7 separate regions of the Mus musculus genome follow, and all the other regions are linked to region 6. Evidence: chromatin contacts called from public promoter capture Hi-C data. All regions are on one chromosome and are shown on one strand. The core of a region is the stretch at or near the end of the contact, and the rest is flanking DNA. Distances in the headings are between cores, read along the strand shown.

Evidence for each region. Promoter capture Hi-C pulls out the DNA fragments that hold promoters and counts their contacts. Capture Hi-C pulls out chosen DNA fragments and counts their contacts.
Region 1: a contact with region 6 is called in a promoter capture Hi-C map of adipose tissue, with 3 times the contacts expected there. The contact joins the promoter of Vps18 here to the promoter of Cdan1 in region 6. A contact is called at or near these places in 2 of 39 promoter capture datasets (liver and pre-B cells), 1 of 115 datasets of contacts at active chromatin or transcription factors (microglia) and 1 of 9 other capture datasets (adipose tissue).
Region 2: a promoter capture Hi-C map of liver shows a contact between it and region 6, with 7 times the contacts expected there. The contact joins the promoter of Zfyve19 here to the promoter of Cdan1 in region 6. A contact is called at or near these places in 1 of 39 promoter capture datasets (liver), 1 of 115 datasets of contacts at active chromatin or transcription factors (embryonic forebrain) and 2 of 9 other capture datasets (adipose tissue and liver).
Region 3: a contact with region 6 is called in a promoter capture Hi-C map of liver, with 2.9 times the contacts expected there. The contact joins the promoter of Inafm2 here to the promoter of Cdan1 in region 6.
Region 4: a promoter capture Hi-C map of liver shows a contact between it and region 6, with 4 times the contacts expected there. The contact joins the promoter of Dll4 here to the promoter of Cdan1 in region 6. A contact is called at or near these places in 2 of 39 promoter capture datasets (both in liver).
Region 5: a promoter capture Hi-C map of liver shows a contact between it and region 6, with 3 times the contacts expected there. The contact joins the promoter of Rmdn3 here to the promoter of Cdan1 in region 6. A contact is called at or near these places in 2 of 39 promoter capture datasets (both in liver) and 1 of 9 other capture datasets (adipose tissue).
Region 7: a contact with region 6 is called in a promoter capture Hi-C map of pre-B cells, with 2.7 times the contacts expected there. The contact joins the promoter of Ppp1r14d here to the promoter of Cdan1 in region 6.

Annotation. Positions count from the first base shown.
Region 1 is chr2:119,286,778-119,290,286 of GRCm38.p6, forward strand. Vps18 (VPS18 CORVET/HOPS core subunit) reads left to right here and starts at 1,965. Exons shown (of 5, transcript NM_172269.3): 1 at 1,965-2,353; 2 at 3,376-3,509. The coding sequence starts at 2,263.
Region 2 is chr2:119,206,862-119,210,345 of GRCm38.p6, forward strand. Zfyve19 (zinc finger, FYVE domain containing 19) reads left to right here and starts at 1,859. Exons shown (of 11, transcript NM_028054.3): 1 at 1,859-2,322. The coding sequence starts at 2,269. Dnajc17 (DnaJ heat shock protein family (Hsp40) member C17) reads right to left here and starts at 1,934. Exons shown (of 11, transcript NM_139139.2): 1 at 1,827-1,934. The coding sequence starts at 1,904.
Region 3 is chr2:118,744,188-118,747,862 of GRCm38.p6, forward strand. Inafm2 (InaF motif containing 2) reads left to right here and starts at 1,571. Exons shown (of 1, transcript NM_001301269.1): 1 at 1,571-3,675. The coding sequence starts at 1,928. The coding sequence ends at 2,386.
Region 4 is chr2:119,323,659-119,327,319 of GRCm38.p6, forward strand. It overlaps Dll4 (delta like canonical Notch ligand 4), which reads left to right and starts at 2,126. Exons shown (of 11, transcript NM_019454.3): 1 at 2,126-2,548; 2 at 2,657-2,929; 3 at 3,405-3,462. The coding sequence starts at 2,483. It overlaps Gm14207 (predicted gene 14207), which reads right to left and starts at 2,539. Exons shown (of 4, transcript NR_030683.1): 1 at 2,323-2,539; 2 at 1,510-1,671; 3 at 1,187-1,318.
Region 5 is chr2:119,155,113-119,158,392 of GRCm38.p6, forward strand. Rmdn3 (regulator of microtubule dynamics 3) reads right to left here and starts at 1,922. Exons shown (of 13, transcript NM_001033136.3): 1 at 1,795-1,922; 2 at 1,246-1,439. The coding sequence starts at 1,432.
Region 6 is chr2:120,729,418-120,732,856 of GRCm38.p6, forward strand. It overlaps Cdan1 (congenital dyserythropoietic anemia, type I (human)), which reads right to left and starts at 2,100. Exons shown (of 28, transcript NM_026891.2): 1 at 1,995-2,100; 2 at 1,285-1,775; 3 at 882-1,088; 4 at 513-682; 5 at 272-385; 6 at 114-192. The coding sequence starts at 2,084. Ttbk2 (tau tubulin kinase 2) reads right to left here. Exons shown (of 16, transcript NM_001024856.2): 16 at 3,399-3,439.
Region 7 is chr2:119,228,221-119,231,784 of GRCm38.p6, forward strand. Ppp1r14d (protein phosphatase 1, regulatory inhibitor subunit 14D) reads right to left here and starts at 1,645. Exons shown (of 4, transcript NM_028104.4): 1 at 1,322-1,645. The coding sequence starts at 1,579.

The sequences.
Region 1 (3,509 bases), core at 715-3,214, 1.4 Mb before region 6:
CACTGCTCTCTCTTATTCTCTTATAATTTTATTTATTTATTTATTTATTTATTTATTTATTTATTTATTTATTATCTATATTTATTTATTGTTTTTTTTTTTTTCCGAGACAGGGTTTCTCTGTGTAGCCCTGGCTGTCCTGGAACTGACTCTGTAGACCAGGCTGGCCTCGAACTCAGAAATCCACCTGCCTCTGCCTCCTGAGTGCTGGGATTAAAGGCGTGCCCCACCACTGCCCGGCTTCTTTTATAATTTTGACCTTGAGATTCTAACCCTCCTATTCCCACTTCCTGACTGCTGGGACCATAGTCACCATACCTAGTTCTGTGCTGTGCTGAGGGCCTCATCCTATGAAACTAAACAAACCCTCTTGTCTGCCAAGTAAGCTAGATCCATAGTCTCCAATTTCATTAAAATCTAAACCTTTTCAATTCAACAGCAAATCCAAGGCTGAGGATGGAGCCCACGATGTAGCACTCACACAGTATCTGTGAGGCGCTGGGTTTGATTCTTCGGGTCTGGATCTTAATTTAGTCAACAATCCGCTATTAAATACTAGTAATATTTAAACACAAACTCACCACTCAGTGATTTGTATAACATCCGACTGTCCGCACACCGTTAAGAGATTTTTTTTTTCTCATTTTATAAATGTAGAAACTGAGCCATGAGAGAGTTCGTTTATGCAAATGTCTAATAAACATTCACTAGTTAGTTATTGGTGACTGCCCTGGAGCAGGTTACAGGTAAAGCTGGGGTTCCCCAGTAAGTTCCCTAGCAGTGCCCTGAGCTCAGTCATGTGACCTCCACCCCCTCTCATTTGGCTCCTCCTCTGTTCCCACCAGCCAGGTCTCCAGCTGTCCCCACACTCTCCTTCATCTGCCTGCCATACCTAACCTGTCACTAGGTCTCTGGTGCCTTCCTCTGAGATGGTCTCCCACTTCCCAGCTCTCTCTCTCCCGGATGGATACATAAGGCCTGTCTTCTGCCTCAGGTCTCATGTCCTTTTCAAACACCTGCTTCCCAGTACCAACATCAGATCTTATCCCCAGTTATAGCCTCCAGTGGATCACACGATAGCTTCCACAGTCTGCCCAAGGCCAGCCCCGCTTCCTCTCCACCCCATTACACGGCTTATAGGGTTTCGCTCGTGACTTTCCTGAAGACTATATATAACCCCCTTTTCTTTTTCTGATACTAGGGCTTGATCCTAAGGCTTCCCACATGCTAGACAAGGACAGTCAACATCACTCAACGTATAGAGTGCCTGGAAGTAGCCTGCTTCAGTTTTCCCGGTGACCCTTGCCTCTCCCCCTACACTAAGGAGCTACTATGAGGCAGCTTACTTAACCTGGCCATTGCGTTGTCAATTTCTTTCTGTTTTGTTTTCTGGGGGTCTGTAGCCCAGTCCTTAGTAATCCTCCTGCCTCAGCCTTCCCACTGCTGGAGATTAAATTTTGTATGGTTTTCTTTTTGCGGTGTAAGGAAAAAAAAAAAAAATCCAGGTCTTATACCCGCTGGGCAAGGTGCTTATGCACCACTGAGCCACACTTGTGACCCATTCAGCTACTTCCTCTGGAAGCTAGGGGGCCCTGGGGTGAAAGAAGGGACACTCAGACTGTTCTGCCTGTGCCTGTGAAGGTGGACTGAGGCAGCAATTCGATTGAGGAACAGGAGGTAGTGTGACAGATGGAGGAGCACCGCCGGCCTTTCAGTGACAGTCTGAGGGAGTGAAGTCTGAGCTGCGGAAGCCTAGGATCCGCGCAAGCCTGTTACTGGACGCCGCTGGGAAATCCCGGGCTGCCTCCTAGCGCCAACATGAGGAACTGCAGCAGCAGGGTGGCCCGCAAGCGCTCCTCCCCCGCCGCGCCGAGTCTCCGACAACGCCTCCTTGTGGAGGCTCAGGTGCCCAGGACTCCAGTTAACACTCGCGGCTGAAAAACCCGGAAGCACGTCATAAGCACGCGTCACGGGGGCGGGAGTCAGCTGAGCTGCCTGGGCGAGGTTGTGATTACCTGGGATCTGCTAAGGGGAGCCTATAATCTCTTGGGACTGGAGCTGGGGTGCAAAGCTGCGCCATGGACTAGTTGGGGCTCCTCGATCGTCTCGTCCTTCACAGAGAAAGCGAAAAGGGCCCCAGAATTTTTAAAAGGTTCTCAGGATCTGTCAGACGCTGGGGAAGCACAACTTGCAAATCCAGGACGACCGGGGTCCCAGTTGTGACCCCCAGCCCCCAGATCAGAGATCCAGAACTTGATTGCCATGGCGTCCATCCTGGATGAGTACGAGGACTCATTGTCCCGCTCGGCCGTCTTGCAGACTGGTTGCCCTAGCGTGGGCATCCCCCATTCTGGTAAGTTAGAAGAGGCCGCCTCTGCCCCTTTCTGTTATGGTAGCATTTACGGGGGAGAGAAGCTCTAGAGCTTGCAGCGTGTGTTTAGGATCTAAGCCCCAGGCCTTTCTTGTCTTGCCCAGCTTGTCATTGGTCGAAGTTTGAAAGAGCCACAGGAACAGCCTCGTGATCTAGGCCTTAACTCAAAGGTCCTTCAAAAGAGGGAACTTGGGCTCAGATAAGGAAGTACTTGTTACTTTTGTCTATAGGCTGCAGTTGGGAGAACTGAATATAGGTTCCAGGCTTCTGTGTCTTGTTCTATGGATTTTTTTTAAAGCTTTTGGAGTCTGTGTATGTGTTCGTTCCCACCAGACTTCATCTTGAGGTAGCAGAGGAGGCAGAATGAGCACTGAACTTGGTGGAACGTGAATGTTATAAGTGAAGGAGGGTCGATCCAAAAGGGAATTTTGTTACTGAACAGGAACAATGGAGATGATTGTCCCGGGGTAAAGCTGGCTGCAGTTTAGAGTGTAGGAGAGCAGCGCAGGGTTACCCACACTATGATGATATTGCAGCGGACTATCGAGAAAGCAACTGTAGCCTATGAACTGGACTGATAGGACTGGGTTCCCAGAACTCTCTACATACAATGGAGACTCACTGAACCATACTGTGTGGACAGCAAGGAAGGGACTTTAGTTTCTCTTGGCCAAAGACCATAAGGGAGAATGCCAAAACCATCCTCCCTGTACTGTCTCCCCCCACCCCCGTTACCACTGGGAACGTGCATATCATGATACAACCTCATCTCAGGCACAGAGAACCAATCCCTTACTACTGTCACAAGTGTGGGAAGAGCCCAGGACCCTTCCAATAAAGACAACCAGAAAACTATTTCATGTTGAACTCTTTATGAACCAAGACCCTGTGGGTAGGAATATACTTGGGAAGCAGAAGTATCAGCTAACACTGGGGTTTCTCTGGGTTTCTGGGTGCCTCACCCCCCTCTGGACGCCTTTTTCTCTTGTCTTCCCCACCTATAGGGTATGTAAGTGCCCACCTGGAGAAGGAGGTGCCCATCTTCACCAAGCAGCGGGTTGACTTCACCCCCTCGGAGCGGATCACTAGCCTCGTGGTCTCCTGCAATCAGCTCTGCATGAGCCTGGGCAAGGATACA
Region 2 (3,484 bases), core at 609-3,108, 1.5 Mb before region 6:
ATATTTTTTTTTTTTTCCCGGAGCTGAGGACCGAACCCAGGGCCTTGGGCTTGCTAGGCAAGCGCTCTACCACTGAACTAAATCCCCAACCCCGTTTATATTTTTTAAGTAGGGTCTCTGTGCTGTTTTTTTGTCTGAGACACACACACACACAATAATAGAAAGAGGAGGAGGTGGTGGAGGAAGAAGAGGAGGAGAAGGAGGAAGAAGCAGCAGGTGGTGGTGGTGAGGATTATGATTTGGGGTTGGAGAGCTGGCCCAGTCTGTAATGTGCCTGTTCTGTAAGCAGAGGATTTGAATTTGGATCCTAAGCATTCAGGTAAAAAGCCTGGATCCCAAAAGCAGGGCACGGGGCATCCTAACATTTGGGAGGCAGATTTATCGCTGTGAGTTCGGAAAAACTAGCCTGATCTACATAGAAAGTTCCAAGACAGCCAGGGCTACATCAACTTTTCTTCGAGAGAGAGAGAGAGAGAGAGAGAGAGAGAGAGAGAGAGAGAGAGAGAGAGAGAGAGAGAGAGAGAGAGAGAGCGAGAGAGAGAGCCGGGCATTGGTGGCGCACACCTTTAATCCCAGCACTTGGGAGGCAGAGGCAGGTGGATTTCTGAGTTCCAGGTCAGCCTGGTCTACAGAGTGAGTTCCAGGACAGCCAGGGCTGCAAAGAGAAAGCCTGTGCTTTACGAGTATTTATTTCTACATCCATTTTTGACTTCAGCCAAATCTTCAGGAAGCTTTCTGAGCAGGATGACCACAACTTTACTGAAGAATCCAATCACCCTGATTTTCTGCCCCAGAGCACTCTTTCTGACACTCAAGCATTGGACAAGCAGTCCAGAAGTATAAGAGCATTGATAAGATCTCTTGCTGGGCGGTGGTGGTGCATGCCTTTAATCCCAGTACTGGGGAGGCAGAGGCAGGCGGATTTCTGAGTTCGAGGCCAGCCTGGTCTATAAAGTGAGTTCCAGGACTGCCAGGGCTATACAGAGAAACCCTGTCTCGAAAAAATAAATAAATAAAAAGGATCTCTTCCCCCCCCCCACCTTAAACACGTTAAGACAGCTGACCTTAAACTCCACAAGAAACTGAAGTTGACCTTAAATTCCTGATTCTCCTCCCTCCAGCGCCCAAGTGCATTACAGGCTTGGATCACTATGCCCAGCCCGGTGGGCATTACTTTTTATCCAATGAACTCCCCTGCGTGTACTGTCACTATTGCCACCACAATCTAAGAGTAAATAACAGAAACCTTAAGTACAGCACTTGAGATAAGTGGACCCCCACACCACCTGCTTTAACCTTCTGATCCTCTTGTTTAACCCGCTAAGCAGCACGCACTGACAACATTGGAACATCTGATACTTAAAAAGAGGAAAAGAAAACTGAGGCCTCTAGGTTCTAGGCCTCAACGTCAAATCCAGAAAAAGAAGAGGGGCTGAGGGGAGGAGTTAGAGCCTAGAGACTTTTCTTCCTAGGATCCCCCTGAAGTTAAAACAGACTAAAACCAAACACCTCCAGACAGACAGGTAAAACGTTCAGCGTACAAACTGATGCTGCGCAGGCGCAAAAAAGCAGGCCTGGGCTCTCAGGTTCAACCGGCCTCCAAACAGTGTGGCAGAAGGGACAGCACGGTCACACAGTTCAGAGTTCTCAATGCCTCCCTCCCTAACCCAGTCCTCAAGCCTTTCAGGAAGTGCCCGGAGGCCCCCTTTTTAGTCATTGGCCGTCCCTCGCTCCGGGTCCAGGATAGGGCGGAGCATAGAAAGCCGGAGCCAGGCGCGCGCCCTGACGCGAGGACCGAAGAACTGCTTTGCCTATCAAGTTCTCACCTCTTTGTCTGCCGCCTTCTCCTCAATGCCGAGCAGCGCGTACAGATCCATTTGTAAGAGCTCTTTGGTCACCGCCATGGTTCTAGTCCAAACTTGAATTGATACTACAACTCCCAGGAGTCTGAGCGTGTGCGTGGGCGCGGGGCTTACTCGCTCCGAGCCGGCCCAAAAGCGCGCTAAGCCTCCTGGGATGATGCCTTCCGATTCTCGTCTGACTGGCTGTGGAGGAGCGCGCTGCGGAGAATGAACTACGACTCCCAGCATGCCCCACTCCGCTGCCGCCCCGCCTTGGTGAGTGCAAAGTCAGAATTCTCCGCGCTGGGCCGCCCCTGGACAGCGCCGATGGGCGTGTGGGACTGGGCTGCACAACCTGAGGGTCTGAGAGGCCTACCCTGCGCTGGTGAGAGGCTAACCTACCAATTCTGCAGCGCCGAGAACTGCTATGGAGAGCAGGTGCTACGGCTGTGCTGTCAAGTTCACCCTCTTCAAGAAGGAGGCGAGTGTACTCCCAGAAAGCCGAAGGGCCAAGGGAGGACGCGGGGCGAAGGGAAGGGAGTTGCAGGCTAAAGACCGTTTGACGGCTTCTTTTCAGTTGTGTGGTTTTGATGAAGTAACCCGGTTAACCTCTCTGTAAAGTGGGTCGGATGCCCACCCGTTTCCGGGTTAAGATGATGGTCTGATGAGGTTCAGTGAGGTAAAAGCACTTCCTGCAAATCCCGATGACCTTAGTTCGAACCCCAGGACCCACATGGTGGAAGGAGAGAACTCCTGAAAGTTATTCTCTGATCTCCACACACATGCCATGATATGCATATGTCTGCACGCATACACTCACAAAGAAATAATGTAAATTAAGAAAATGTAAAGTAGCTTCGGTGAGGTGCTGTAGCTGAAAAGACCCTAGAAATTGTAAAGTTTCCAAAAGCTACACTTTTTTTTTAAATCTCCACCTACATTCTATCCACTCCCCTTCTCTCCATCTCTGTCTTTAAAGTCATCCCATGCATGCCGGTTGCTCTCTGTTCTGAAACCTGCCCCGTCCACAGCTTGCCCTTTTCTCCCCAGGGCACAATGAAAAAGCCTTCTTCTCAACCACATTCCCCTTGTGAGCTGCAAGGGAAGTAAATGGGACGAATTCATGGTGTATAGGATTGGAGCACTTACATATCAATTTTGGTGTCAGAGTTCAAATTTCAGCTGCCCTGTCTTATTCAAAGAATGATCTAATTGAACGGTCATGTAATTTCACTGGCCCCTGTTAAAATAGAGATAATACTGGTGGGCATCAGGATCAAATATGATGACGTATGTAAGTGATGATGGTTATAACAAATGATGAATTTTAAGGTGCAGGCTTAGTGCCTGGCACACACTAAGTACTTAATAATTGAAGCTATTGTTACAACCCTATCCTGAGGCGAACCTCCCACCATCTCTACCAGAACAGAGAAAGCACGGGATCTGCACCCAACTCTGATTCTTTTTGTTGACAAGCCAGGGACCTGACACACTGGGCCTTGTTTGTCTTTGCACTACACCCCCATGGTAAGAAATTGAAAATGGTAGAAAGCATGTGAATTTTGCCTGAAGTTTTATCTAATTTGAATAAGACTCCGGAAACAAGGAATTGCTGAACCCATCTCGGCCAGAACCCTAGG
Region 3 (3,675 bases), core at 321-2,820, 2.0 Mb before region 6:
AAAGGCACGGTTTGCCAGGCAGTGGTGGCGCATGCCTTTAATCCCACACTTGGGAGGCAGAGGCAGGTGGATTTCGGAGTCCGAGGCCAGCCTGGTCTACAGAGTGAGTTCCAGGACAGCCAGGGCTACACAGAGAAATCCTGTCTCGAAAAACCAAACCAACCAACCAAACAAACAAAAAACAAACAAACAAAAGGCTCCTTGAAATAGTATTGGGTGGCCCATTGCTAGAGACACAGCCCCACCTGAGCCTCCAACCAGGACCAGATTAGAAACTTGTGGTTCGAAGCCCACTAGTACACTGCATTCTGGTAGCGCTTCCATGGGATGGAAAATTTGGGGAAGGGCTTGGATAAGGAAAGTCAAAGTCAAAGGAAAGGGAGAAGTGGAAAGGGCAGAGGGAGTCCTGCCCAAGAGGTTAGAAGTCAGTGGGGCCCTCGCAGAGGCCACGCCCCACCCCAACTACATCAGGACCACAGACCTTTCTCCTACTCAGACTCATAGTTCTCTAATCCACTGAGACATCCAGGCTGCTCACAAAGACAGTTTTGGGAACACAGGGAGAGTCAAGCAAGAGGCACCCAGAAATCAATCGCGGTGAATTACAAAGAGGAAATAGGGATGAAACAAGCAAAGGGGAAGAGGGTGAAAGTATAGAAAGGGTGGTACTAAGAGTCCCTGCGTGCAGAGGGGTGGCCGGCATCCAAAGGGCCCTAAGAGCAAAAAGGCTGAAGCCTGGAAGGAACAAGCCTCAATGGGAAAAGACAGTTCTCTACATCCTGGGGTTGAAGAGAATCAAAGAATGAAAACGCTGGGAGATGTCCTCCACCAGTTCAGTGCAGCCCCTTGGGTACAATTCGAGACCAGTCCTGAAAGTCAGAAGACCAGAAAGTAGGACCTGAGACCTGTTGTGGGATTTGAGATTATGCTGGCAGGTCAGCCTAAGAAACAAACTCAACCTTTGGCTCTTGTCCCTGTGGCTCACAGTAGTCTGACTCAAGGGTCCTAAGAGGACCCAATCAGGCAAGATTCGAGTGGTCTCGGAGTCCAGACCAACAGAAAAAAGGAAGCGAGACTGACTGCGGTGTGCGGGCGCCAGGTTCCCAGACCCGAACCAGGCTCTTTGGGGTGAAGGGATCTGGGACACTATCCCCTCACTATTCTAGAGCTACCCGAGAGCACAAGCTTAGTGTTAGCTCCACTTCGGAGACCCGGTGTAGGTGGGCCTGGTTAGTTCTCCCACCTACCATCTCCTAGCCTGGGCCATGTGAGGAGACGCCTGAGTTGACAGCTTTCTACGGAGCCTGCCCCTCCCTGCCACCTCCCGGTTCCGCACTCCCTCCCGCAAAGTGCCTTTCCCCCTTTAAAGAAGCTCCTGTCGCCCCTTTAAGGCCCAGCCTCCCTTAACTCTCTCTTAACTGGGCGTCCCCCACGGGGCCCACGATTCCCCGCCGCAGCCGCCTCCCAGCGCGGCACTTCCGGGCCCCTACATCGCCCTTTTAAGGGGCAGCCCCCCGGCAGCGCGCGGCCCCGCCCCCTGCACCGGCGCGCCCCGCGGGGGAGCCGGGCTAGAGCCGGAGCGCGCGGTCCGCGCGGCCACTGGAGACCAGGCGGCCGGCGGCCGGGCAGGCGGCGGCAGCGGCAGCGGATGGGGACGCGGAGTCGGGCGGCTGTGGCTGTGGCGGCGGCCGGGAAGCAGCTGGCGGGCCGGCGGCGGCGGCGGCGCTGGCGGCGGTGACGGGCCCAGGCCCCGGCGGCGGCAGCGACGCGGTGGCGGGCTGCGGGCGGGCGGCGTGAGGAGCAGCGGCGGAGCGCGGGGCCGCCGGGAAGCCAGGGCGCCGAGACGCCCCCTGCCCAGTCCTCGCAGGCCGCCAGGCCCCCTCCAGCCGGGGCCGTGGAGCACCGGGGCAAAGGCCGGGGCCCCCCCATGAAGGAGCGCGACGCGGCCCCGGCCGAGCGGGGCAAGCCGGCCACCTACACCGGGGACAAGAAGGCGAAGATGGCGGCCAAGACCAACAAGAAGTGGGTCCGGCTAGCCACGGTGTTCGCCTACGTGCTCTCCGTGTCGCTGGCCGCCATCGTACTGGCCGTCTACTACAGTCTCATCTGGCAGCCGGTGGGTGCCGGGACCTCGGGGGGAGCCGTCGGCCCGCCCCCCAGCGGCTCCAACACCACCGGCCCGTCTGGGACTTCGGGGGTGGCGGCGGGGCCCAACACCACCGGGTCGTCCCGCCGCGAGGCGCCACGCGACGCACCCCCGCTGCAGGCGGCGAGGCCGGCGCCCCCGGAGCCCGCTGCAGACAGCCCCCTGGCTGGGCCGCTCGAACGGCCGCGGGGGCTGGACGAGGACGAAGAGGAAGCGGCCGAAGAGCCCCGGAGTCGTTGAATCTCTCCGCGTTGGGGACGGTCGGGAATCATCGTCCCCTAAGCCCCCAAGCAGGACTTTGCAGCAGGACCGGCTCCGGAGCCCGCCGGAGTGACCCCTACGCGAGCGTACGCCCCCACACACCTCAGCGATCGCCAGTTTGCCCCGGGAGCCGGTAATGCACAACCGGATCTTCAGCCAAGGGACCACGATTCGCCGGGGACTCGGGGTTTGATCTTCCCAGCACCGTGCTGCGCCAGGGCCCTGAGCCATAAGGGGAACTGGGGGGGAGGGTGGAGAGAGCCTAGCACCCAGCCCTTCAGCGCTGCTAGCTCTGGTGTTTCCTAAACGCAGGGGGTGACTCGGGCGCCCCCTCCCCAAGACTCAGGGGAAGGTAGGGAGTTGTGTAGGGGCTCTTTTTTTTTTTTTTTTTTAAATAAGCCGAGGCTCTCCCAAAGAAGAGAGCACCAAAAGTAGCGGAGCTCAGGTACGTCAACCTAGTTGCAGTGGCCAGACATGCGTTTAATTTATAGATCCCTGTATATAGTTGTTGACATATGCACTAGACGCTATAATCACATAGAACTCTATGTATCTCCCCACAGCCTGGGTAGCTACTGAATGGTGGGGTCCAGCAAGGGCTATTTGCTGGCCTTCAAACTGCACTTAGCCAGAAGGGCACAAACACAAGCTTTTTTTTTTTTTTCTTTTCCATCACCCACTCTTTCACCTGTTCCCTTCCTGTTTCAGAAAGATAAGTTCCTGACGTTCTTGCACAAGAGTATAATCATTCTTAGACCCCTACCATGGCCGTGGAAAAACCTTAGCAATAGAGACTGTTTAGGGAGGGTGGGGAATGTGCTGACCCCCTCCGGTTCTCATCCTAGTGCTCCCACCAAAGTGGCTTCCTGTTGTAGCCTGAGTCTCTGGATCCATGCCAGGGGCGATGGCAAGAAAGAGTAGAGCTGCTGTGTTTAGATCAGTCCCTTCCCTCACAGAATTCCTTTAGGAAGAGCAAGCCTTTTTAAGTACAGTGATTGGCAAGTGTTTTCTCTCATTCCTTTTCCGGCTCCTCAACTATCTTACCGGTTCCAGATCTTGTCTTATTTCATTTCTTGCCCTTCTAGATCTTGTCTTACTCGTGTTTGCATTTCCTAGTTTTTGAGCCTAACACAGCAGCTTGCCGTTAGAACCAAATCAGTTGCAAAACCAGAGCTTTGATGTGGTTCTGAGTTGCTTTATAGGGTGAGAAAGAGCAGAAGGTAGAATTCAAGTTCAGGAGTGTGCCTGGCTAGCCAGTGAAGAGACCA
Region 4 (3,661 bases), core at 876-3,375, 1.4 Mb before region 6:
GGTCAGAAATTTTATAAGTGGGTGATTTGTCCATTTCTGAGGAAAATGGTGATTCCAACTTTTGTTTGGCCCTTCACTATTTGCCAAATATTTTGGCATACTAATGTGTATGAGGGTAGGCCACTTCCAAAATAATAGATATCCCGTGTGGGAGTCTCCCTTGAGAGTCAAGCAAGTGCCCGCGTTAGAGTTTCTACTAACTCCCAGGCTAGGATTTTGAGATGAAAACTGTTAGATGAAAACCATTAGAGTCAGGTGGGGTTGCAAGCCCAGCTCCAAGGAGAGAGAGGGAGCACCCTCTGGCACTCCAGGCAGGTCTACGGTGCAAAGAGGATGCAGACAGAGAGGATTTGGAAGTCCACTTGCCAGGACCGCCGGGAGGTACGCCCCGAGCTCCCCGTCCCTCGGGCCTGGGACTCGGCTTGCCCATAACCTACATTAACTCGCTAGTGCAGCCTGGGCCCATCTGCCGGCCCCCGCCTCACCTCGGTTCCCCACGCCAACCCGCTCGCGCCAGATGGTGGCTGGGAGGGGTGGCCGTGCGTGGGGGACCCCGGAGCCTGTCGCCTCACCTCACCCCACCCCCCACCCCACGCTCACAACCTCATGTTTCTTACCCCCCCCCAATTCTCCATCACCACCACCCAAGTCAAAATATCAGACCATGTTCGTCATTGGCAGCTGTTGGGTTCCACTTCCCCCTACCACGGCCTCCCTGGGGCTGGAGCCGCGTCCCTGCTCCCCTCAACCCCCGCCCGCACTGATCTTATCGTCCGACCATAGCCAGCAATCACCACGCGGGAGGGCTGACAGCTGAAGCCACAGGGCCCCCACCGCTCTCACTGTAGGAGAGAGAGAGAGAGAGAGAGAGAGAGAGAGAGAGAGAGAGAGAGAGAGAGAGAGAGAGAGAGAGAGAGAGAGAGAGAGAGAGAGAGAGAGAGAGAGAAATCTAGCACCCCCCAAAACTGGGAGAAGCCAGCCCTCCCCGGTCTGCAGCCTCGGGGGAGCACGACGGGTTCTGGGAAAGCAGCTGCAGGGTTTGCGCTCGGAGGCCACCCGGGAGAGGCGCGCGTGTGACATGGGTGAAACCACCCGAAACTCAAACAACTCTATGCGCCTCCAGTTCCACCCTACATCCTGCCCTATGCAGAGAGATCTAGACCTGATCAGCCTCAAGCTCTCTCACCTTGCCTCTCAAGTGGCCCAAGGAAATTCTGGAATTAAGAAAGTTTCCTCCCTACTCCAGCGGAGCTAGGGGACGCGGGTGGGGGCCAGGATGAGGATATGGAGACCAAGCGCGACCCAGGTGAGATAGGCACTGAGGGAAAAGACTAGAACCTCATTACCATACAGCTGAGGACCCCCCCCCCACTTCGAGAACCACGCCCCCCACCTCTCTTTCGAACCTCTAGTCCTGGCTCTAGCACGAGCCAGGAGGGAGTGGGGGTGGGGGACAAAGAGAGAAGGCACGCGCTGGGCACGCCCTGCTGCTTGAGGTGACACGCCTACCAGGTGCAGAGAAGACCAGAGTCCTAGACGCTTGGCCCTTTGCCTTGCTTGGAATAGCCAGGGAAAGGTTAAGGCGTCGGATGGCTTCCCTGCGGTGCTGGGGACGCGTGGAGGGTGGGCACACATAGGCTGGAGGCCAGCGAGGCAGGAGCTACCTAAAGTCTGGAAAGGAAAGGGAGATCCAAATCCCCTGGTCCTGCTTTTTGCTTTCCTAGTTTAAGCTTTCCCCACCTGCTAGAGGACTGTAGGTATCTAATGCCTGGATCAGGTGCACCGCCTACGGGGACCCCTTAGAGTTTCCACCCCCTGGACCATTCGGGAACCACCTCACCTCCCGCCGCATCACTGGGCTACCCTCCTATCCTCTGGTGGCGAGGGTCTCAGCCTTTAAGCAGACGATCTCTAAGGACTGCTCGCCGGGCACGCGCAGAGCTGGAAGCCCAGAAGTTGGAAGAGGGGCGGGGACCTGCGCCCTACTGGCTGGCTGACAGGGGGAGCGGCGGGGGCGGAGGCCCCCTCCGGTGGGTGCTGGGACTGTAGCCACTAGAGGCCTGGAGGGGAGGGGAGAGTGACCGTGAGTCTGTCTGACTGACAGGCTGCGAAGAGCAGCCAATATATATAAGAAAGGCTCTGGAGCAAGCAGGTTTCAGTAGCGGCGCTGCTCGCAGGCTAGGAACCCGAGGCCAAGAGCTGCAGCCAAAGTCACTTGGGTGCAGTGTACTCCCTCACTAGCCCGCTCGAGACCCTAGGATTTGCTCCAGGACACGTACTTAGAGCAGCCACCGCCCAGTCGCCCTCACCTGGATTACCTACCGAGGCATCGAGCAGCGGAGTTTTTGAGAAGGCGACAAGGGAGCAGCGTCCCGAGGGGAATCAGCTTTTCAGGAACTCGGCTGGCAGACGGGACTTGCGGGAGAGCGACATCCCTAACAAGCAGATTCGGAGTCCCGGAGTGGAGAGGACACCCCAAGGGATGACGCCTGCGTCCCGGAGCGCCTGTCGCTGGGCGCTACTGCTGCTGGCGGTACTGTGGCCGCAGGTAATGTCTCACGTCCTCTCCGCCCCCTCCCGCAGCGCTCCGGGCTTGCGCCCCGGCCCCGGCTGAGCCTGACCGCTCTCCTCCCTCCTTCTCTCGGTCCCTGTGCAGCAGCGCGCTGCGGGCTCCGGCATCTTCCAGCTGCGGCTGCAGGAGTTCGTCAACCAGCGCGGTATGCTGGCCAATGGGCAGTCCTGCGAACCGGGCTGCCGGACTTTCTTCCGCATCTGCCTTAAGCACTTCCAGGCAACCTTCTCCGAGGGACCCTGCACCTTTGGCAATGTCTCCACGCCGGTATTGGGCACCAACTCCTTCGTCGTCAGGGACAAGAATAGCGGCAGTGGTCGCAACCCTCTGCAGTTGCCCTTCAATTTCACCTGGCCGGTAAGCACAACTTAAATGCACCGGGAGATAACCGAAGGGAAAGAAGGGAGCGCCGGGACACCAGAGCTCCTTTCCAAAGCGCTCTCTGGAGAGCCCCAAGGGCTCTTTCTCTTCTGCCCCCGCCCCCCTGTTCTCTCATAGGATCATCCCGGAGAGGCTTTGGTTAGTCTTTCCTCCCAGTTTCTTCCCTTTCCTTCTCCCCAATTCTTGGGATACGAATTTCATTACCAAACCCCCAACGCGGCGCCGCCCGCCCACCCCCCGGCTCTCACTTACACTCCCGCATCCCTCATCCCTCCCCTGCCTTCTCAGCTCGCGCGCAGCGCTGCGCGAACACCAGTTATGTTGAGCCGAGCTCCGTAACTATATCCTGCAATTAGATTAATTAAACAGGCTGCTGCGAGGCACCCCCTCCTTTCCCTCCCTGCTGATATCGCTATCTCTAATGTCCCCCACCCCCCCTTTTGCTTCCCAGGGAACCTTCTCACTCAACATCCAAGCTTGGCACACACCGGGAGACGACCTGCGGCCAGGTGAGTATCTAACTTCTCGGCCACAGGGGGGCGACATCACACAGCGCCGAAAGAGTTAACCAGTTATAGGCGGGGGTGGGGGTTGGGGACGCAGGCTTGGGGGGTGGGGGCCAGGACGCTTAGCTTGGCCGGAGCTGCGCCCCGCGCTGGACGCTCGGATTCCGCTCGCTGCCTGGACTCAGAGCACAATTGCGTTTCC
Region 5 (3,280 bases), core at 672-3,171, 1.6 Mb before region 6:
GGTTTGTTCAAATCCTGATCTCTGAGTGAATAGTAACTGCCTCTCTTGAGGCCATAATTAATCTCATCAGAGCAGAGCAAAAAGAAAATGAACAGTCACCAAGAAAAGGTCCATGGAAAAAAACTGGCCAAGCTCCGTAAGAAAATAGTTACCAAGCTGAATCCTCTCACCCTGAACTGAGCGTGAATGAATTAGGAACTTGGTAGACATTTAAAGCAACTGGACTAGAATATACAATATGGAAGACGGCAGGCCCCATGGAGCAGACATGCATACATCCCTCGTTAGAGGAAATCTAGGCCAGCAGTGCCAGGGTACACCAAGGAAGATAACTAGAATGCGTAGGCTTTCTCCCATCCTCATGGGAGGCCAGACAACTGCTAAAACATAACAAATGAGCAAAGTACAAGTGAGGAGAAAGCCAGGTCACTGGCCCTGCCACGTTACCACTATGTTATCAGACGCTGACAGCTGCAACCTAGGGTGATAAGTGCGCAGACACTCTTGCAGAACTCACATTCCCAGTTAGCACTGAATCAGAAGATATATGAGTGCAGTGGTCACAGAAAACATTTCCAATCAGCACGGAACGAGGGGGGCTACACGAGCCTCTGTCACCCAAATAAGGGGAGCGATTCAAAGCCCCAGCTGCTCTGCTTAAATGACTTAACCTGAAGACTTTTTACAAAACGAAATCCATTTCATCTGTCACTGCTGGCTTTCAACCATTTGGCTTGAGTTGCATGAATGTGCTCTCAGCCTGTGCTGTGGAAAGTCCACTGGACCAGACGACTGGGTCCAGCTTTACCTCTTACTCTGTAACAACCTCGAGAAAGTTACACAATCCCTATGAATCTTTCTTCATAAAAGGGATTTTTCAAACTTGGATTACTCTCCAAACACGACTTCATATCTGGATACATATATTCACGCCACCAGAACTTTTAATTCCAATGAGATTATTTCTTTTTCCTTCTTTCAGACTCTTCCTCTGTCAAACACACCCCTCACCCAGCACTTCTCAAATGCCCTCCGTACACATTCATGGGCGCGACCAGAACTAAAAGTGAAAGCTACAGTCCTGCACCAAGCTTTCCTGGAATCGGAGGAAAGGGCACAGCTTTCCTTTTTGGTGAGTTTTTCCTAAAACTGTGAAACTCAGCCTTTCCACTGCCCCGCCATCCTGCTCTGCGAAAGACAGCCCGAGCCCCAGTGCCATCAGTAAGTTATGACCTGTGCTCTTACCCTGGCGTCCACGCTCTGAAGCCTGCGCATAGTCCAGGGAGTTGGGCAGACTGTGACTCCGGCCATGGCGCTGGGTCCGTTTCCATCGCTGGCTGTAAAGGACGCACAGGAATCCAAGGCCGGCGGCAGTACCAAGTAACAGTCCCAACCCGGCGCGGGAGCCGCCCAGGGCCCCCAGTCTAGACATAGTGTACCTGCAGCCCGCGTAAGAAACAGGAGCGAACCGAGAGAGAGTCATGAGGCCGGCCCTCCACCCCCGAGGCAGAACCCGTTAGCCACGGCCTCACCCAGGTCCGGCCGGACGGTGCCGCAGCCCCCGGCTCACCCAGGTCCAGCCCGCGGGTGCCGCAGCCCCCGGCGCAGACGGACGCCCTGCCAAGAGGCAGCAGCGCCGGTCCAACGCGCCCCTGCCCAGTGCAGTCCGGCTTCCGCGCCCCTGGCCTCCCAACACCCTGTACGTGACAACCTCGCAGCCGGCTGCACACTCTCGGCCTTCCGGCGCCCCCCGAAGCCACGCTGGGCCCGCAGGAGACCAACTCAGACCCTTACCCAGCCACCAGCCACCATGGCAGCAGCAGGCACCGCGCTTTCACTCTGTCAATGATTTTGACGTCCTTAATCCGCGCCACCTGCTCCGCGCACGGTGAGACGCGCGTGGAGATGACGCACGAGGCTCTGCCTCCCACCCGGGTTCTGTGGGCGGGGCTACATCGGCGAATGGACGCTGTGCGGTTACCGGGGCCGCGAAGGTGGGTTGGGCTGTCTAGTGTCCGAGCCTCTGGGTGGACTTTACCCGGTGCTACGGCCAGAATGTGCTCCGCAAATCTCACGCTGCTTATACCTGGAAGATGCCACCACCCCCACCTCTTCTTAACACTGGCTTTATTTTCAGCTGAGTCGTTTACCGATTTTTCCAGTCAAACCCCAAACAACAGCGCCACTGCTAGATGAAATTGGAGTAAGTTGTTGGTTATCGATAAGATGTCCCTACATCGCTGGGACTCCTACAAGTTTTCAAAAATCCTCTTCAAGCCAGGGCCCCTGGACCAGGAGGATCATTGCGAGTTCGAATCTAATCAGGACTGTATAGTCTACAGAGCAAGCTTCAGGACAGCCAGGGCTCCACAGAGAAACTGGGTCTGATACATACCATTTCTGCTATCTTTGCTTTGTATGTTGCTGCTTTATTAAGTCAGGGGATCACTATATAGCCCAGACTGGCAAGTGCTGTGCCACTGAACCACATCATCAAACTTTTTTTTTTTTATTTTGAGGAGGGGGGACTTTTAAATTTTGAGACCAGACCTCAAGTTGCTGAAGTTAGCTTTGAATTCGCTCTGTAGCACAGAGAGACCTCGATCTTGTGAGCCTTCTGAACCCCAACTCTGCCAAAAGCTGGGATATGGTCTTTGTCATAAAGCCAAGCTTTGGCGTCTCTGGCCTTCTGCTTTGGCCTTCCAAATTCAAGACTACAGATTTGTCTGCCTCCAAATGTATTCATATATAAATGAATATAATATAAAGTATCTCACCATTTTAAGATAGACACAGGTTTTAGAGGACTTAGATAATCCCACTGTCTCTTTTTTTTTCAAAGATTTATTTATTTATTTTATGTATATGAGTACACTCTAGATGTCTTCAGACAGCACCAGAAGAGGGGATCAAAATCCATCACAGATGGTTGTGGTGAGCCACCATGTGGTTGCTGGGTATTGAACTCAGGACATCTGGAAAAGCAGTCAGTGCTCTTAACCACTGAGCCATCTCTCCAGCCCTCCACTGTCTTTTTTGTTTCTTGGTTTGAGTTTTTGTTTTGGGTTGGTTGGTTTGTTTGTTGAGATGGGGTTTTTCTGTATGGTGCTGGCTGCTTTAGAACTAACTCTCTCTCTCTCTCTCTCTCTCTCTCTCTCTCTCTCTCTCTCTCTAAGATTTATTTATTTATTATATGTAAGTACACTGTAGCTGTCCTCAGCTACTCCAGAAGAGGGCATCAGATTTCATTATGGATGGTTGTGAGCCACCATGTGGTTGC
Region 6 (3,439 bases), core at 850-3,349:
AAAAGGTTACAGGTAAGGTCTAGGGCAACTGTATCTATTAAGCAAAGGCATGCACATCCCACACGGCTAGAAACAGACATATAAGACTCAAATGTCACAGCTAGAAAACTCACTGAAACTGATGCTCCAAAACTTGCACTGCAAAGAAGACGCAATCATGGATGCTACGAAACAGGGGAGTGTCCAGGGAATCTAGGTCAACAACAAACCGTTAGTTAAGAACTGTCCCACCTGCAAACATCATTTCTCAAAGTGAGACTTGCTTACTGACCTAGGGCACCCTGACTTGATTCCAGGTCACTGTCCTTGGTGGCCACCATTCTCCGAGCAGTAAGGAGCTGAAGGACGAAGAAAAGCTCCAAGAAAAGGTTTGGTACTAGGTTCTCTGTTTATAAAGAGAAATGCCATACCATCGTACCACTGACAAGCAGGCCAAGGCTCTGCGCCTCCTCTACTCTCTTACTCTGTAGTTTGCAAGCATATCCACCGCAGCCCCCTTTGCGCTCACTCACCAGCAATGCAGGAGGAGTAGATAAGGGCTACCAGCTCCAGGCGCTGTCGAGAAGACACTCTGGCCGGGTCGGCAGGCTCTGCGGTGAGGTTTCCTGTCCTGCTGGGAACCGGAGACCCCGATTCTGGGATGGGAGAGGCTGGGGTAGGTGACTGCTGGAGTTGCTTGGTGCTATGTGAACAGGAGGAGATGTCATGATTAATCAGCCTGGCTTTACCAGCGACATTCACATTCAGGTTCTGCCAGAGAAGACATCAACAGCCCAAGAAGCAAACCCAGAATCCCGAAGGGAGAAATCAAGTTCAGGAAAAATCCCTGCAAGTCCCGCATAAGGAGGAAGTTGACATCCCAGGTGGCGGCAAAGCCATACCGCGCCTTCCTGAGCATCTCCCGCTCCTCTTGCAGACTTCTGCACCCTGGGGGAAGGCCAAGGCCCCAAGGGCTAGTGTCCAGGGTTGAGGGTTGGGAACTGGGGACACAGCTGATTGGGGGTGAGGTGAAGCAGGTCTTGGGCTTGGACAGTGACCGCTCTTCGCTCACCGGAGTTGGGTTGATCCTTCGAGAAGGCTTCGTTCTGCTGAGAGTAGTCACAGTTTTTTGTTTTTTTCCAATTTTCTATCTTCAAGCATCATTCCATCCATAACAGTTGGGCCCCTTTTAAACCCTCCCCCATTGTGGTTTCTTCACCCTCAACCTTCTAACCATCGCGCACTCTACTGTGGGGCACCAAGCTCGGCTTTAGCGAACATCTTGCAATAAGGACCGATTCTCACCCTGCAGAGCCCGGAGGAACGGTGCCTACGGGAGGGAACTCCTCCAAGTTGCTGAGGTTTGGCGGATCAGAGAGCGACAGTCTGGGGCTGCCAGGGCTGCCTGAGCCCTTAGGCTTCCGGCCTCCGGCCCAAGGCGGGCTCTCGCCACTCGCCCCCTCCTCCGCGGCCCCGGAGCCCCGACCGCCTCGTTCGCGGGACGGCCCCGGTCCCGGACCCCGCCTGCGGCCCGCACGGCGGGCCAGAGGTGCCTCGGCGGCGGCGCTGAGGGGCTCGGCTGCAGGGAAAAGCTGGCTGCGCGCCCCACGGCCACCCCGTGCCGGGGCCCCCTGCCTCGCTGGCAAGGCTGCCGAGGCGACTGGGGTCTTGGCGGGGGTTGAGGGGCCCTGCGGGAGGACCCGGCTGCTCTGCTCCCTCAGGAAGTTCAGCAGGAACGGCACGAATTCCTTCCGCAGAGGCCGAAGTGCGCTCAGAGCGGCCACCTCGGAGCTATCCTGAGGAAGAAGCAGAGGTCGCGGGGCGAGAGCGTCAGCTGACAGCGCGGGCCGTCAGCGGCTGAGGCCGCAGGGTGGGCGGCCCGGCAGCGGCGCGCAGAGGAGCGAGCGCCCTTGGCGCGGGCCGTCAGGCAGGGCAGGCTGGGAGAAGGGACTGAAGCATCATCCCCCGCGGGAAGCACATTCCAGGCAGGCTTGAGGGCGTGTCCGCACTGTTACCTCCGAACTCGGGGTGCTGCGCGCGATCCACCGCACGGCGGCTGCGACCGGCACCTCTTCGCGCAGCAGCGACTCTAAAACGGCCGCCATCCCTGTGCAGGCGCTCTGAGGCTACTGAGCAGGCGCACTCGCGCCACGGGCAGCCGGGAGGGGCGGAGCCGGCGACCGGGATCGACCGTTGGACGACGGGGCGGGTCCTTGAGGGGTGGGGCTCTGGCGGCCCGGGAAGATCTGCCCAGCCAGCCAGGCCTGCAGGGCGGCGAGGCGCCTTTCTCTGATTTCCTGGCCCCTGGAGCAATGTGATAAGATGAACTGCCTGAGGAGACCCGGGTCTGAAAGAGGGACCAGACAGGAAAAGTGACCAACTCTAAGAGACCAGCCTATGAGACCAGACACCTGTCATAAGCACAGCCTTAGACCATGACTGTAGAGCTTTTTGAGTCACTCCCTCCTCAACCAAAATAAAGTGAGTAACCTTGTGTTTTGACCTTTTTGTTTTTTCTGAGACATGATTTCTCTGTATAGCCTGGCCACTCTGTAGACCAGGCTGACTTCGACCTCATAGATTATCTTGCCTTTGCTTCCGGAGTGCTGGGATTAAAGGGGTGCGCCCGGCCTACTTAGCTCCCCACCCCTTCCCCTCTTTTACTCAAAAGGCTGACTCTTTACCATTGGCCAACTTTTTCATCAACTGACAATTGAGGACAGAGTTCATGCTGAGGCATGTTATAAAATCATCAAATGTCCATCAGACTTGTATTGAATCCCTTACGTATTGTATTAAAGAGTTTACAGCAGGGGAATATCTCAACTTCTTTTACTTGAGAGGTCAGGATTCATGATTAGCTTCTGGAAGAGTATGGCATTCCTAGACACACTCCCCCGACCCTCCTCCACACACACTGGCTGGTTAACCCTCTGGCTACACTTCCTGTCAGGTCCCTTATTTTGAAAAATATAATAGGCTTTCGGATGATACTCCTTAGTAAAAGGAAAGAAAAAAAAATCAAGATATAGGATCTATAGTTTCCTCCAAAACAAAGTAGCAGTGTATTGGCCCTGTGTTCCTCTCATTCAAAGGAAGACCACTTGGTGATAGGCAGTAGATGGAGCAGGAATCCCTCTAGCATACTGCCAAGGAGAAGAAAAGGGAGTTTTGAAAACTTAATTCTGTGCTGGATTTAGTGGATGCTTGCAATCCCAGTGCTTGGCAGGCAGAGACAGAAGAATATCAAAGTCAGCTTGAACACGCACGTCAGACCCCTGAACCCTGGTGTTCACCTAGCGTCTAAGTTAGCCAAAATGGCCTTCTCTTGGTTGTCTGTCACTTCTGTAACACTTTAGTAGTTTAGGAAATAGTTTTCACTTTTTGAAATCCAAACCATCACACAAATAGCACTAAAGTTTGCATGCGGACTGAATGTTTTATTACTAGATTATAAAAA
Region 7 (3,564 bases), core at 395-2,894, 1.5 Mb before region 6:
GGAAGGAAGGAAGGAAGGAAGGAAGGAAGGAAGGAAGGAAGGAAGGAAGGAAGGAAGAAGGGAAGGAGGGCAGAAGAAGACAAACACTCATGTGAACAATGAGAACTCCTGGTCTCGTGGATTAGTCTCTGGGAACCAACCATGGGGCTTATACCCACACGGTAGTAGATTAAATTCCCATTGGCTGGCTGTTCTAGTAAGTACCCAAACTTTCTAGCCAGGGGCCAAACTATAGTTCTAGTCCATGGTTCCCTAGCTGCATGACTTTGAACAAGTCACTTATGTATTCCAGTAGCCTTGAATTAACTAAGTAACTGAGGACGACTGTGAATTTCTTACCCTCGCCCCCAGCTTCTACCTCCCGTAAGAATGTGCTGCCATGAACCACGTAGGCTATGCCGATGTTGGGTATCAGCCAAGGCTTCATCCAAACACTCTACCCACTGAGCTGCATCTGCAAACCTGAGTCTCAACTCTCAGCTGTAAGCCAGCAGCTACCCACTGGAGCTTGGGGGAGGGTTAAATCAAATAATGCATGTCCAGGCTTCGCACTGTGGCTAAGACATTGTAAAGAAGTCAAAACCTTATTCCTGATGGAGCAGTTGCTCCTGCTCTGGGGTCAGAGTTGACAGAGTCTAAGTGAGAAACTATTTACTACTTGCCCTGTGACCAGGGGCAAGATCCATCCTTCCCGGGGCTGAGGTTGAGGAAAGGCAGCCGGAGCCACACAGTGCAAGCCAGGGGAGGTCACTGTGTCAGTGTTCTCACTGTCTAGCTCTGCACTGCCCATCCTGAGATAGTGGGGCTGGTCCACATCTGTGCTGACAATATGGCACACGAGACCATCAGCACTTTAACCATTTCTATGTGACTTGGGATCTAAATTTTGAATTTCATCTCATCTTAATTCATTTAAAACTAAAAGCCATACTTGTACTGATAGGGACAGTATTGGACAATGTGGCTTTACGCATGGACGTACATTGAAGAGACATAAAACAACAGAGTCTAGTCAAGCATTTACTCTTCAACTGTCATTTAAATCTCAGAAAGTCTTAGCAAAGAGATATATCAGGCATGGACAGCCCCATTATACAGCTCAGAAACCGAGTCTAGGACATTCCCAGAAATGAAATCAGGCCTTTTCCATAGCACAAAGGGGTTACTGAGGTGGTTGAGACTTCTCTTCCATCTGAAGAAGCATGCTCCGTTTCATATCAGCCCTCCAGCCGCCCTGGAAGTCTCTGAGGAAGCTCTCAGAACCTCAGGACCCAAGCCCAGATCCATCCACAGTCTCCAGCAGCCCCCTCAAGCTACCCACCTGGAAGAGTTCCTGGACCTGAGCATCTACCCACTGCTCCATCTCCAGCCAGCGCTGCAGATGACCCCGGTCATACTTCACCGTCAGCCGGCTGGGTCTCCGGGACCTGGGCAACTTAGAAATGTCCAAGTGAGTCTTTGACTCTGAGTCTGTGGACGATGCCCTCCTTCTCTTCTCAGAAGCCCAGTGGACCTTCTTGTCTGGGTTGTCTGTGCCAGGGCTGGGAGATGTACAGGAAGCAGGGCTTGAAGACAGCATGGAGAGATCAGACTGTGCAAGGTGCTGGGAGAAACTGCCAGTCTAGGCAAGAGAATAGAGGGAAATGAGGGGACAGAGAATGGAGGGAGAGGCCCACAAGGAAGAAAGGAGGTGGGAAGAGGGCCAAGGCTCTTGGGAGGGGCAGGGGTCAAAGATCAATAGGTCTCTAGTTAGTGCCGGGAATGAACTTCCTAGCCTCTCTCTGCCAGCCAGTGGCATTCAGAGCCATATCCCAGCCTCCATTCTGCAGCTGCTGGAGCCCACAGTAACATAAACCTCAAACAAGCAAATGTCAAGAGGCTAGCAAGCCTTGAGAAGAGGAAGAAGGAGCCTTTGAGTGCTGAAGGGTGTGGGGCTCCCACCTGTCTTCCGGGATAGCTCTAGACATACGGTGACTAGGCTCAATCAACTGAAGTCCCTCAGCATCCAATCTTCTAGGAACTAGATAGTCTATTGCAGGCCTGAGCAGCTGTGGTCGGATAATTCTGGTTCCTGCAGGGGTAGGATTCCTCCTCAAGGTGAGGAGCCACCGAGGGCAATCTCAGCCAGTGGATAGAGTTCACAGATGGCTACTTCTGTCCTGTGTCTGGGTGTGTCTGGATATTGGCTTTGCTGCTGTGATTGTTAAAGGCAGATTTATGCAGCCTGGCCTACAAGACCTGTTGTCATTCTTAGAAGCCAAGTTTATGGTCATGTGACCCTCCCCTGATTCAGCTTCTTCCTGATAAAAGACACCTTCAGACCTGACTTCACATAGGAATCCTGGACTGGTAAACAAGCTTGCCATTTAAAAGTACTTTCATTATTCAGTCCTTTATAAGAAAAAATTTAAATAACTTAATGTGGTTCATTTTGTCTTGTTTTTCGTTTTAATGAACAGCTCAGAAAAACAGATAGAAAGAAAGAAAGAAAGAAAGAAAGAAAGAAAGAAAGAAAGAAAGAAAGAAAGAAAGGAAGGAAGGAAGGAAGGAAGGAAGGAAGGAAGGAAGGAAGGAAGGAAGGAAGGAAGGAAGGAAGAAAGAAATTTTCTCCCTTCTCCAGATGTAACCCCCAACTCCTACCATCATTTTTGGCTTTAGTTCTCTTGAGATAATGACTGTCCTTTTATGTGGTACCATCTGGTGTGTGTGTGTGTCTCGGTACATGCTGAGGAAGCTCTACTACTGATCAATAGCTGATTGTACTTTGGGTCTTTTACATGTTAATTAAAAACATATGGGCTGGAGAGATGGCTCAGTGGTTAAGAACACTGACTACTCTTCCAGAGGTCCTGAGTTCAACTCCCACCCAGCAATCACATGGTGACTTACAACCATCTGTAATGGGATCTGATGCCCTCTTCTGGTGTGTCTGAAGACAGGTACAATGTACATAAAATAAATAAGTAAATCTTTTTAAAAAACATATTGCCGGGCAGTGGTGGCACACGCCTTTAATCCCAGCACTCAGGAGGCTGAGGCAGGCAGATTTCTGAGTTTGAGGCCAGCCTGGTCTACAGAGTGAGTTCCAGGACAGCCAGGGCTACACAGAGAAACCCTGTCTCGAAAAATATATATATTCTTATGTGTGTAATGCAGGTGAGCCCATGCCATGGTGTATGTGTGGTCAGAGGACGGCACTCTCCTCTTTCTCTGTGAAGGAAACAGCCTCTCTCTCAAGGCTGTTTCTGTGGCACCAGCTAGGTGGACTGTGATCTGGGTGATTCTCCTGCCTCTGTCGTCAAGTCACTGATAAGAGTGATGGATTGCAGATATGCAGTACGTAGCACTGGGGACAGTTTTTACATGGGATCCAAGGACTGCACTCAGGTCACCAAGCTTACTGTACGCTAAGAACTTCTATACTCTGAGCCATCTTGCCAGCCCTATTCAGGTTGGCTTTAAATTTGCTACATAGCTGAAAACGCTCCTGAACCAGGGGTCAGGTCCCTTTGATTGATGTCACAGGCAGTTGTGAGTTGCCTGTCTTCTTGTTGTTGTTAGTTG